4 separate regions of the Mus musculus genome follow, and all the other regions are linked to region 3. The links are chromatin contacts, called in public HiChIP or PLAC-seq and promoter capture Hi-C maps. All regions are on one chromosome and are shown on one strand. The core of a region is the stretch at or near the end of the contact, and the rest is flanking DNA. Distances in the headings are between cores, read along the strand shown.

Region 1 (2,700 bases), core at 172-2,671, 570 kb after region 3:
GGGTGCCAAATCTTTCAACAGAAATGTTAAAGGACAACGGTGGAACAGTGGGTCTGAACTGCCACCAGGTGGCAGCACATAATTTATGTCAGAAAGATCCTGAACAGGCCAAGAGAACTGTGCCTGAGTACCTCCCTTCAGAGATTCTGTGAGCTAATTACTCTTCCTCAAACAATTCCCTGTTTAGGTTATGCTTCTGTTCAAGGATAAATCACACAGCATTTAAAATAAAAAGATAATTTTATTATTTAAACTCCACTCATGTTCAGCCTCTTGCAATTTTATTTCCTACTATACATTTTCATAAACTCAGCTGTCAGTAGCACTACATTCCATTGGTGTTATTATTTTCAGTGCTGGGAATTGAACCCTGGACCACATGGTACATTACCATTGCTTTCTGCCCCTAGTATTTATTTATTTATTTATTTTTTTTTGTTATTCGAGACAGGGTTTCTCTGTGCAGCCCTGGCTGTCTTGGAACTCACTCGGTAGACCAGGCTGGCCTCGAACTCAGAAATCCGCCTGCCTCTGCCTCCTGAGTGCTGGGATTAAAGGCGTGCGCCACCATGCTCGGCTCCTAGACATATTTTAATTATGTCTCACATGCTAAAGATTTCTGAAGGGAGGCCCCTAAACCGTTGGGAGTAAGACCTATATCCCACTGCTCTTATTCTTCTTTAGCAGTCTGTTCAGCTATAAAATTATGAACCCTTGAGATCCATGGCTATGGAAAGTGTGAGGAAATCTGTACCTGATGAACAGTTGGGTAGAATTGTTATTCCCTTCGAAGATCTTTCATATCTCTCCTTTCCATCTAGCTGGTGATACCAATCCTCTAAGCCTTCCCTGAATTCAATCTCTCCCTTTGGCATTTCGTTTAAGTTATACTTACTGCTCTTTCTCAAGTTGTTAGGAATTATGTGCTAATTTTAGCTTGTCAATATACTGCGTTCCTGCAGGACACTGCATTCGATCCAGCAGAACACCTTATTCAAAAGCCGCGCCAGTTTAGTGCTTGTTTAATTGGCTTAATTAATTTACCATTCGCTTCTGTTTGGGGGGGTTTGATTGGTCTCTCTTGTGTCCCGCCCTCTGAGACTCTTTAGACTAGGTTTTCCCCAAGGTGAATTCTCTCCGGTTCCGCTTTTTCAACACACTGTCCCCTCTGTTTTTAACTCCACTCTCTTCCTATTGGTTCCCTTCATCTTCTAAGAGTTGGCGCCGAGCGTTGCTGATTGGCTTTTCTGTACGCCCATTGTGCCCACCCTCGTACCACGTGGCATTCCTAACGTTAATTGGGCAACTCTATTAGCTCGTTTGTCAAAGGTTGACGATTGATTGGCTGCTCTGAGGGAGGCCTGAGGAGGGGGCGGAGCTCACGGGGCCCCGCCCCCAGCCCCCTGCCCCCCAGGCGTTTCAGACACTCACCGGCGGGGAGCCGAGAGTTTCCAGCTGCCTTCTCAGTCCCAGCGGTGATCCGCCTCCGGGCCCCGCCGAGTAGGCGGGGGAAAGCAGCTCAGACCGCAAGGCCATGGCAGTAGCCTCCAGCTCCTGCGCCGCCGCTGGCCCTGAGCAATCTCCGGCTTCTGCCCAAGGGACCCTCACCTCCTCCGCAGGCTAAACAGCCGCGGCCGGGAGCTGCTATGCTCGCTCTGGGCCGCTGCCTCCCTTACCCTCTGGCCGGCGCAGACGCCCCCTCCGCGGCTCAGTTGTGCCTCAGGTAACGTCGGGAGAGTGCCTGGGGACCAAGGCTCGGCATCCCTGCCCTGCGCGCAGCTTGGCTCATGGGTCGCTGAGCACTGGACAATCCGGTGCTGTACTTGAGATTCTCAAAGAAGCGGGGACTGTCTCTTGCCCCTCTCCCCCTTTCCTTCTCAGTTCCCTCCGGGTCCCGGGACAGTCCCCACCTCGTCTCAGGGGTCAAGAACCCATTGGACGTTATACTCAAAAGGGTTGTTTGTGTCTGACCTTCCTCACTTGTGAAGTTGTGGAATCCTTCACGTCCCGTTCCCCTACTGAGTGTGCCTCACTAGTCTCCGAGCCCCCTTCTCCCTCTGAGATCTGGATTCCCTCCGAAACGTGCTCATCTCTCCTAACCACCCTGACTCCTATCCTAAGAGACTTCTCTCCTTTTTATTCACGTTCTTACCCTTCATTTTGAAGAAGACTCTTATCTAAACTACGATTCTGATTTAGTTGGAAATAAAAGCCAGATTAGTCCAATTGAAAAACCTTTTAATTTAAACCTCTGAGAAAAACTTGTTAAAGAATTTGGACTTTATTTGTAGGCATACGGAGCCATTGAAGGTTGTAAGCAGGAGTTTGATATGGATTATCTCTGGAAAATGTGAAAGAAAGATTGAAAGTAAGACCGGAGGGCAGAAGGCCCAGGTAGTCAGGAGGCTGCTGTGTTTTGTGCGTGAGAAGAGGATGAATGGACTGGAATAGTTGTGGAAAATGAAGAGAATGGCATGAAATTCCAAGAATTTTAGAATAGAATTTAGAGGGTTTTTTGCTTTCTGCTTTTCTACATAAGGGCTTTCTCATTGGTTTATGGTATTGGGTTGGTGGTGCTAACAATGTAAAGAAGTAGATCTGAAGAATGATAAGTTGGGTTGTGGACAAGTTCAACCCGAGTTTTTCAAATAGAGGTGGAAAGTTGCTCATAGAACTGATTAAGTTAGGCTCTAAAGACAT
Region 2 (2,849 bases), core at 104-2,603, 640 kb after region 3:
AAAAAAAGTGCACACTACTGTACCCTGACCATTAGTTTCATTCTTTTGAGAAAGGGTATTGCTGTGATGCAAAGGATGGTTTTAAATTCATAGGCTCAAGTGTTCCTCCAGCCTCAGCCTATGGAGTAGTGTGGGACAGACAGGCAGATTGTCATCATTATTGTTGTTTGACATACATACGGTATCACTATGTAGCTCTTGGTTAGCCTGGAACCCTTAGATCAGGTTGGCTTTGAATTTACAGGGTTTACCCTTATTATCCAAGCACCACCAAAGACAATCCCTCAATACTAGTACACTGGGTATTAGCTTTTCTTTCTTTCTTTCTTTCTTTCTTTCTTTCTTTCTTTCTTTCGTTCTTTCTTTCGTTCTTTCCTTTTTTGGGGGGGTATTAGCTTTTCATTTGTTTGGTTTATAAAGACAAGGTCTCACTATGAAGCTCTGCCTATCCTGGAACATAGACCAGGCTATCCTTGAACTCAGAGATCTCCCTACCTCTGCTTCCCAAGAGCTGAGACTAAATGTGTGCACCACTATGCCTGGCTTCACTGAAGTTTTTTTTTTTTTTTTTTTAAACAGCTCTTCAAAGATAGTAAATTCAGAGATCAGCTGAAAAGAAGCAGGTTTTGGTATAGATAAAATTGACATATGTATCATTTAGCAGTTACTGGACATTTAACTGAAATACATATAACTCTCACTTGAGAGGTAAGGCAAGAAGATCAAGAATTCAAATTAATTCTCAGCTGTCTGGCAAATCTGAAGTAGCCTAGGCTGGAGAGATCCTGCCTCAAAAAAAAAATTAAAATGTTAAAAGTTCTGTAAGGTATTTAAGTATCTTGTCAGTATTGGCTTGTTCCATAGGAGAACCCAAGGGGATTTGCCTGTGAAAAATTGAATGCACAGCATGTGTGATTCCCGTCCAGGGAAGCTGACCAGGCCAATACAGCTGTTCTTGGCTTTCTTGCAGAGGGATTTGTTCAGAGGCTGCACAGCTGAGTCTGCACTGGGAGTTGCTTATGGGGAAGTGAACGTTCCTGCTAATGGGGCACACAGTGTTTAGCAACCTAGAAATCTTCCTTGTTGGCAGATCTTAAACTTCCTTGCTTCATACATGCATGCATGGGTCTTGAGACATCGAGAAGTTGTGGTTTTTGAGGGCTCATGGGCTTATAAGCCCCACCAGCGAGTTCTCCAGCATCAGGCAAGGCAAATGGACTGTGGAAAAAAATAAATTCTTTTTTGTTTCCCTCCCTGGATCTCATTTCTACTTTTCCATCCTGCCGAGGGAAGCCAGAGTCTGTTAGTCACTGAGTCCTCGTCCTGCCTCCTCTTCTCTCTGCTCCCCCTTCTGGCTGTGGATTTACTTTTTCCCTCCCTCTCGTCCTGCCTTTCTTTTTAAACAGGATCCTTCTATGTCATTCATGCTGGCTTTGGATCTTATCTTGCCTTAGCCTCCCAAGTATTACAAGTATAAACTTGAGCCACCACACCCAGCTAAGGTGACTTTCTTGGGTGTTGACACATATTTGTAAATATGTGTTTCTCTGAACCAAAACCAAGAGTCTTACCATGACCAGGCCTTCAGAAAATACAAATACACATAGTCTTAGTTTCTTCTGCCTGACATTCAGCCATGTATGTAATGTGAGTGGTTCCTGAAGATGAGCCTTCCATGCCATGCTGCCACCATGTCAAAGAAGTGAACTGTTTCTTTAGATGTTTAGCTTTTAGATGTTTTGCCGGCACGATCAGTCCCATTTCTTTTCAGTCTAGGCACTTCTGGTCTGAATTTGGGCAGATTCACCCAGAGTGAGAAGTTGTGGTGTTAATGCTTTCCGTATACCGCTGTAAGATTTCCAAGGTGGATCACAAAGAGGGTTAAGCAGGCTAACAGGCTTTCCTTATGAGAAATTATTTTCAGCTGTTCTTTCTGCCTTGCCAAGCCTGCTCTGCTTCCTATAGGAGATCTGATGATGCTCTGTACGGTGCTGCCCCCTACTGGTTCTTTTTGATGCTTCTGTCACCATGTTCTTTTAAACAAACAAAAAGATTGTGAGTTAGGCAGGTCAGGTATGCCTACCTGGTATATGGGGAAATTGAAGCACAACTGGCCTTACTTGTTGATTTGTTTTTCCAAAATGAAACCATTCATAGAAGGCATAATTGAACTAAAATTCAATTTAAATCTCTTGTCTGTTTTACCATTAGTACTCTAGTCCTTGATAAGTTCAGTATCATATTCTAAAAATTAAGGTACTCACTTGTAGAATTCATCCTTTTTTTTTCTCCATTGGAAAGAGGATGGAGATAATGGATCTTGAAAGGGTTGAGTAAATTCTTTTTAAAAGATTGATTTATTCATCTATTTTACCTCTATGAGTGTTGTGTCTCTATACCAGAAGAGAGCATCAGATACAGATGCAACATGTGGTTCCTGGGTATTGAACTCAGGATCTCTGGACGAGAAGTCAAGTGTCCCTAACCACTAAGCCATCTCTCCAGCCCAAGTGAATTCATTTTTGAGTTCCTGTCCTGCGTGGCGTTCTCTCATTCAAATGCTATGACCACTGACTCCTTGTATAATGCATGTAGTTGTAGAAAGATGTACTCTGGAGCCAGACTCTATAATCTGCCTGATTCTGCCTTTAATATAATAGAATAATCTGAACCTTTAAATGTCAAACTCTGAAACTGGGAACACCTTTGATCCCAAACATTTCAGAAGAGGGATGCTCAGCCCATGTGGATCTATCTTGTAGGATTGTTGTGTAGATTAAATGAAATAAGGCATATAAAAATTTTAGAGATTGATGGCTCAGTGATTAAGAGCACTGACTGCTCATCCA
Region 3 (2,832 bases), core at 327-2,826:
TCTGAGAGCAGGTAGAGATGATGTCAGTAGCTGTGAAATTGTGGGTCTTGTGAAGAGATGCAGCAGGCAGGGGAGCCTGGCGCTCAGACACAGGGGAGCCTGGCGCTCAGACACAGGGGAGCCTGACGCTCAGGAGGGAATCTAGGACTGCACATGCAAGTTTGAGAATCTGGACATTAATAAGGATCATGAGAAGACAAGATCATGGACAGTAAACCTGACGACAGAAGAGGGTCAGAGGCTAATGTGAGAACTTCTGCTGACTTGATTTTTTTAAAAAGACTTATTTTATATATGTGAGTACAATGTCATTGTCACTATCTTCAGACACACCAGAAGAGGGCATCAGATCCCATTACAGATGGTTGTGAGCCACCATGTGGTTGCTGGGAATTGAACCCAGGATCTCTGGTAGAGCAGTCAGTGCTCTTAACCACTGAGCCATCTCTCCAGCCCCTGCTTTTTTTGATGTTTAAATAAGAAAAACTTCAGTATAAAGAACATGTAAAAAACCAAAACATTTTTTGTTTCTCAGAGCAGGTTGCACTTCAAAATCCTGACTTGTTCTAGAACTCATGTTGTAGACCAAGTTGACCTTGAATCTATGGCAATCCTCCTTCCTCAGTTCCTAAGTGCTGGGAACCCAGGAGTGAGCTACTGTGGGTCTTAGCATCTTGTTATGAAAGTGGACTTGCCTCACACAGCCTTCCCTCACCTATATAGGAATGCAACACCACTTCCAACCTGGCAAGCACTGCTATCATATCGAAAGATGCCAACACTTTTGGAGTCCTCAAAAAAAAAAAAGTGTAAATAAATAAAGTGTTGCTGGGCATGTTGTACACTCCTTTAATCCTAGCATTTAGGAGGCAGAGACAGGTGAATTTCTGTGAGTTCAAGTTCAGCCGGGTCTACATAAGGAGTTCCAGGATAGCTAGGGCTATAAGGAGATAGGTAAGCTCCTGCTTCCTCAGAAAAGAACTAATCAGGAGCTGGAGATGGCTCAGTGGTTAAGCACACCTGGTGCTCTTCTAGAGGAGCGGTTGGGATCACAACTTTAATTTGGGCTCCAGGGGTATCAGACTGAGGTCTAGTCTCTTCAAGGAGCGCCCGCACTACCTGCACATGCACACAATCAAAGAGCATTTTTGGTTTTCTTTAAAGATGGGGTAGTCACGGTGCCTCTTAATCATGGTTTATGAAATCGAGTTAACGTAAGCGCTCAAAATAGTAGCGGAGCAGGTTTCTAATCCTCTCCTCCCCGGCCTGGAAACAGCCTTGCGGGGCTGGGCCAGGCCTCGGAGCTGCAGCCCTCTGATCCTGGCTTGCCCAGTGAGCTGGCCCGAGGTCCCGGAATGCCGCTTGCTCCGGCTCCGCGGTGCGGGGATGTGCTCTCGCCCGAGGTCCACTCGTGCGGACCGTAACCCTGCCAGACAGGCAGAGTACGCCGGCTCCCCTCGCGCTGCAGACGCCCGGCCGCGGCCGCCGCCCTAAGCGCCGCCCGCCGCCCTCTCACCCCGCGGCGGCGGCGGCGGCGGAAGCGGCGGGGCGGGCCGGCCGGGCCGGGGCGGGGCGCGAGAGGCATGGAGGAGGCGGAGGCCGCGGAGGCCGCGGCGCGCGGGGCCGAGCTGTGCGGGCCCGAGCGCGGCCCGAGCGGGGCCCGGGGCCCCTGAGCCGTAAGTGCCTCCCAGTGCGGGTCTCAGAGGGGTGATGCGGGCTGGGTGGGTCTTCTGAACCTTCCGGCGTCCCTGATCCCTGAGAGGAGAGGAGTTGAGCCAGATGGGAAGAGACGAGGGTGGAGGATTGGGGTGCAGGAGGTCGCTGTTACTGTTCTACCCCAGGGCTGGGAAGGACTGGGATTTGGACCTTTTAAGGACTGATGAATCGTTAAGAGTTGATTGAGTTACTGGCCTCCGCCGCTAAGGCCCTGATCCTGCACACAGTTCCTCTAGCCCCAGGGAATTTTCAGGTGATCCAACTCCTCCAAAGATTTTCTGGCCAGACCCAGAGAAGTTAAGCCACGTTGCCTAGGGCACACAGCTCAGCAGTTTGCTGAGAGAAGTCATTCCAGAAGGCATTAAGCTTTGGGACAAGCATCTTACTCTATGTGACTCTATATATAGTCCCCTCAGATTCCTGAAGTCATGGACTGGCCGGGACAGGGGTGACTCCCTAATCCAGTATGGATGACTGGAAGCCCAGTCCCCTCATCAAGCCCTTTGGGGCTAGGAAGAAACGGAGCTGGTACCTTACCTGGAAGTATAAACTGACAAACCAGCGGGCCCTGAGGAGATTCTGTCAGGTAAATGAGGTCCCACGTGTCCCAAAAGCTGCTCCCTAACTTTACTCTAACAGACTAGGAACTAACTACCTTGGCTATCAAGAAGAGGCAGCAAATTCCTGGAGGGGAAACCTCTGTCTGTTACAGCCTTCTCAGGCAGTGGTTTAGAGCCAGGATTCTGGAATCAGAACCCTAGTCTGACCTCGGCATCCAACAGAAACCAGAAGTCTGGTCAGGCAGGCTTTGCCCCTGACACCCAACTGTCAGGCAGTGTGGCCCACGTTCTTCTGTGTCTCTGGCTCTCCGCTGTGGTTCTCGGGTCCTAAATCCATCTCAAGGAACTAGTTATGGAGGGGACCAAGGAAGTCAAGGACTCAAATGGGAAAATACAAGACCACGGGGTAGGAAGGACCTGGTTGGTGGAGGGAAACCTGCCAGGGAACATTCTCTGGGAGATGGCCACAAATCCGTGTCCTTATTGGGAACCAGAAAGTGGAGAGACTGGTCCCTGTGTCCTCTTCAGCCAAGGTCATACTTTCAGAAGGCCCTTG
Region 4 (2,716 bases), core at 149-2,648, 980 kb after region 3:
TGTCCTTCTTCACCTAACCCAGTGACCTAGGTTGCCACCTCTACTGTCACACATACAGAAAACCCATCATTACCCCTTCCCTGGTTATCCCAAGTACATATCTGGTCACCTTGTACATCATCTGTGTCACAAACAGGCTGTGGCCACCATCCCCTCACTCACTTTTTCCTCTGCTCTGGGGGCTCTAATCGAGCTGCCAGCCCAAAATCCCCCACCTTCAGTTCCATGTTATCCGTGATGAAAAAATTTCCTAGACAGTAGCAGAGAGACGCGTCAGATTCTTAACGCCTTTCATCCCTCCGCAGGTCTCCACCCTTCAGACCAGACGCAGGAATCTCACCCAGCTTGAGATCTCTGTGTAAGATACCCCTCTGGTGCAAGTACTTGAGGCCAGAAAGGATCTGGCGCAGGTAGTAGCGAACCTCTGGTTCCAACAGGGTGTGTCGGGCCTTCCAGATGTGGGCCAGGGACTGCAGAAAGTCACTGTTTCAGACCCCGCTTGCCTTCCCAGACCCTCCCTCCATCTGTGTTTGCTAAAGATGACAAGAACAGCTTTGGATCTTAAGAACCCGCTTCCTCCCCTACCCCTGTTCCCAATGAACCCACCCCGCCCCCATTCCGGACCTTTCGGCTACAGAGCTCCAGGAAAATGTATATGTTGTCAGCATCCTCGAAATGATGTGAAAAGCGAACGATATGGCGGTGCTGTAGGTCTCGGTGCAACTCTATCTCATTTAGGATCTGCGACAGGGGAGTGAAATCCTCATCTTTCCAGGGTTCCCACGCCACCATCCCCTCCCCATCCCTTGGACCGCAGGGCCTGGACCCACCTTCTCGCGCTGATGCGGCTTGGCGACGCGACTCTGTGGGATGACTTTGACCGCGTAGGCTATACCAGACTCGGTGTCAGTGGCTTCATAGCAGCGTGCGAAGCCCCCCTAGAAAGAAGAAGCTGCATCATCGATCTGGGCGCTCCGGAGTGGCCGGATCCGGCCCGTAGAGCTCCTCTCCACCTCCGGAGTGGCCCGGTCGGGTCCGCAGAGCTCCCCTCCACCTCCGTCAACGCTACCCCGGAGCCCCGACCCACCTTGCCCAACAAGCGACCCTTGGTGTAGGTACGGCCGCTGAGAGGGTCGGTGATGAGGCGACCAGGAGGATCCGGCGCCCGTGGCCCGGCCAGCACCTCAGGTTCCGATCGCGGGGAGGCATTGGCAGGCGGCCCCGGGCCGGCGGGGGGCGCGGACGGGGCAGCCGCGCGCGGGAAGGGGCGCGGAGACAAGAAGCCGGCGGCGGGCTCCATGCGGACGGCGCGGCGCAGCGCCTGCCGAGCTGGTTCTCGGTTCCGCCCGGCCCCGGCCGCGCGTGGCGCTGCCTGGTTTCTCTACGCTGCGATCGCGCCAGGGCAAGGGGGAGTCCGACGTTTTTATCAATGAACCCCTGCCCCCTCCCCGGTGTTTCGTCATCTCGAGCTCCGCCCCTTTCCTGGCTGCCAGGCTTGGAGAGGCCACGCCCATTGCTCCGCCTTACGTCACCTGAAAGATCTTCCCTTGCCTGGGCGTTCTTAAAGGCCACTCCTCCTGCTCTGGCCTTAAAGGAGCCCCGGTTGAGCTAGTCGCCTGGCAGGTGTAACCCTGCTCCGTTTCTCTAGGCTACCCAGTGCAAGTGACTCTTTTTTTCCCCTTCATCCTTAGAATGTGTGCTGAAGTCGGAGTGGAGGCCAGTTATCCGGAGGCCTCTTTCGAGCAACAGTAAGGGTTAGCATTCAAACTGGGGAGGAAAGACAGGGGTGTTGCAAACTGCTCAGTGCACATCACCAACACAGGTGGTTTCCTGCAAGCATCTCTTGCTCTGGTACAGAGCATGCTGCCCTCTTCGGGGACTGTGGAATAGCACGCTGCAGAGCCCGATTTACCTGGTCTGGGACTGTGCAATGGGTTTGTGGAACAGAGCCTGGTATTCAAGGTTTTATGTTTGCGTTTTGTTTTTCCAAGACAGGGTGTCTCTGTGTGGCCCTGGCTGTCCCAGAACCCACTATGTAGACCAGGCTGGCTTTGAAATCAAAGATCCACCTGCCCCTGCCTCCCAGTATTCACTGTTTTTCACCATGTTCCAGGCTACATCTTCTGCTACCCAATTCTACCTTATTATTCTTCTGAGGGAAAGGAGAGCTGAGGCAGAGTAGCTGTCATGTGATCCAGGCTGGCTTTGAACTCGAGGTCCTTCTGTCTTCACCTTTGACATGATGGGACTCCAGACCTGTACCTCTGCCCCAGACCCTGAGTTCCCCATCATATTCTCAAAAATACCTATTGCACCGAGTCAGCAGGCAAAAGGCCAGACAGTGAGGAATGAGAACTGGACACTCTTAGGTGCTAGAGACCTGCAACTGGGCAGTTAGCTTTGAAGTCCATTACAGATAAACTCAAGTAGGTGGCAGGAATCTATGATCTATGTGGAATCTTTTTCTGTGTGGGTTTTTTTTTTGGGGGGGGGGTGTTGTGGAGGGTTGTTTTGGTTTTTGTTTTGTTTTGTGACAGAGTTTCCAGGAAGCCAGGAATTCGACCTGTAAACCAGACTGGCCTTGACTTCCTACCTGTCTCTGCCCCTCCACCACTGCCCGGCTTCGATGTGAAATCTTTTTTTTTTTTTTTTTTTTTCCTTGAAATAGGTTTCTCTGTGTAGACTTGGCTGTCCTGGAATCATTCTGTAAACCAGG

What was found. Promoter capture Hi-C pulls out the DNA fragments that hold promoters and counts their contacts. HiChIP or PLAC-seq counts read pairs in DNA pulled down with a chosen protein or histone mark.
Region 1: a contact with region 3 is called in a promoter capture Hi-C map of erythroid cells, with 2.1 times the contacts expected there. The contact joins the promoter of Tesk2 here to the promoter of Pomgnt1 in region 3. A contact is called at or near these places in 7 of 39 promoter capture datasets (the 3T3-L1 cell line, HPC-7-derived erythroid cells, cranial neural crest and 4 more), 1 of 15 datasets of contacts at CTCF or cohesin (large pre-B cells), 2 of 484 Hi-C or Micro-C datasets (the Ba/F3 cell line and muscle stem cells), 4 of 115 datasets of contacts at active chromatin or transcription factors (bone marrow-derived macrophages, large pre-B cells, microglia and 1 more) and 1 of 9 other capture datasets (adipose tissue).
Region 2: an H3K4me3 HiChIP or PLAC-seq map of bone marrow-derived macrophages shows a contact between it and region 3, with 6 times the contacts expected there. The contact joins the enhancer-like site here to the promoter of Pomgnt1 in region 3. A contact is called at or near these places in 10 of 39 promoter capture datasets (the 3T3-L1 cell line, the C10 cell line, cranial neural crest and 5 more), 4 of 15 datasets of contacts at CTCF or cohesin (the NIH/3T3 cell line, large pre-B cells and pro-B cells), 15 of 484 Hi-C or Micro-C datasets (the Ba/F3 cell line, the C2C12 cell line, the G1E-ER4 cell line and 9 more), 3 of 115 datasets of contacts at active chromatin or transcription factors (astrocytes, bone marrow-derived macrophages and embryonic stem cells) and 4 of 9 other capture datasets (adipose tissue, liver, macrophages and 1 more).
Region 4: a contact with region 3 is called in a promoter capture Hi-C map of erythroid cells, with 3 times the contacts expected there. The contact joins the promoter of Plk3 here to the promoter of Pomgnt1 in region 3. A contact is called at or near these places in 4 of 39 promoter capture datasets (erythroid cells, hippocampal neurons, liver and 1 more), 1 of 484 Hi-C or Micro-C datasets (rod photoreceptor), 5 of 115 datasets of contacts at active chromatin or transcription factors (T-cell acute lymphoblastic leukemia, embryonic stem cells, forebrain and 2 more) and 2 of 9 other capture datasets (adipose tissue and liver).

Annotation. Positions count from the first base shown.
Region 1 is chr4:116,719,534-116,722,233 of GRCm38.p6, forward strand. Tesk2 (testis-specific kinase 2) reads left to right here and starts at 1,422. Exons shown (of 11, transcript NM_146151.4): 1 at 1,422-1,723.
Region 2 is chr4:116,787,173-116,790,021 of GRCm38.p6, forward strand. The region is part of intron 4 of Tesk2 (testis-specific kinase 2); the gene reads left to right. Among named protein-coding and RNA genes, the nearest start is that of Toe1, 19 kb to the right of the region's middle. Within about 2 kb of position 1,354, at least 87 of the 459 cell types and tissues checked have an H3K27ac peak or open chromatin away from gene starts, as enhancers often do. A contact at or near this core is called in the Ba/F3 cell line, the C2C12 cell line, the NIH/3T3 cell line and 5 more, where this site is marked.
Region 3 is chr4:116,148,942-116,151,773 of GRCm38.p6, forward strand. Pomgnt1 (protein O-linked mannose beta 1,2-N-acetylglucosaminyltransferase) reads left to right here and starts at 1,577. Exons shown (of 22, transcript NM_026651.2): 1 at 1,577-1,676; 2 at 2,124-2,302. The coding sequence starts at 2,183.
Region 4 is chr4:117,132,565-117,135,280 of GRCm38.p6, forward strand. Plk3 (polo like kinase 3) reads right to left here and starts at 1,399. Exons shown (of 15, transcript NM_013807.3): 1 at 1,088-1,399; 2 at 831-938; 3 at 625-741; 4 at 341-470; 5 at 163-250. The coding sequence starts at 1,300.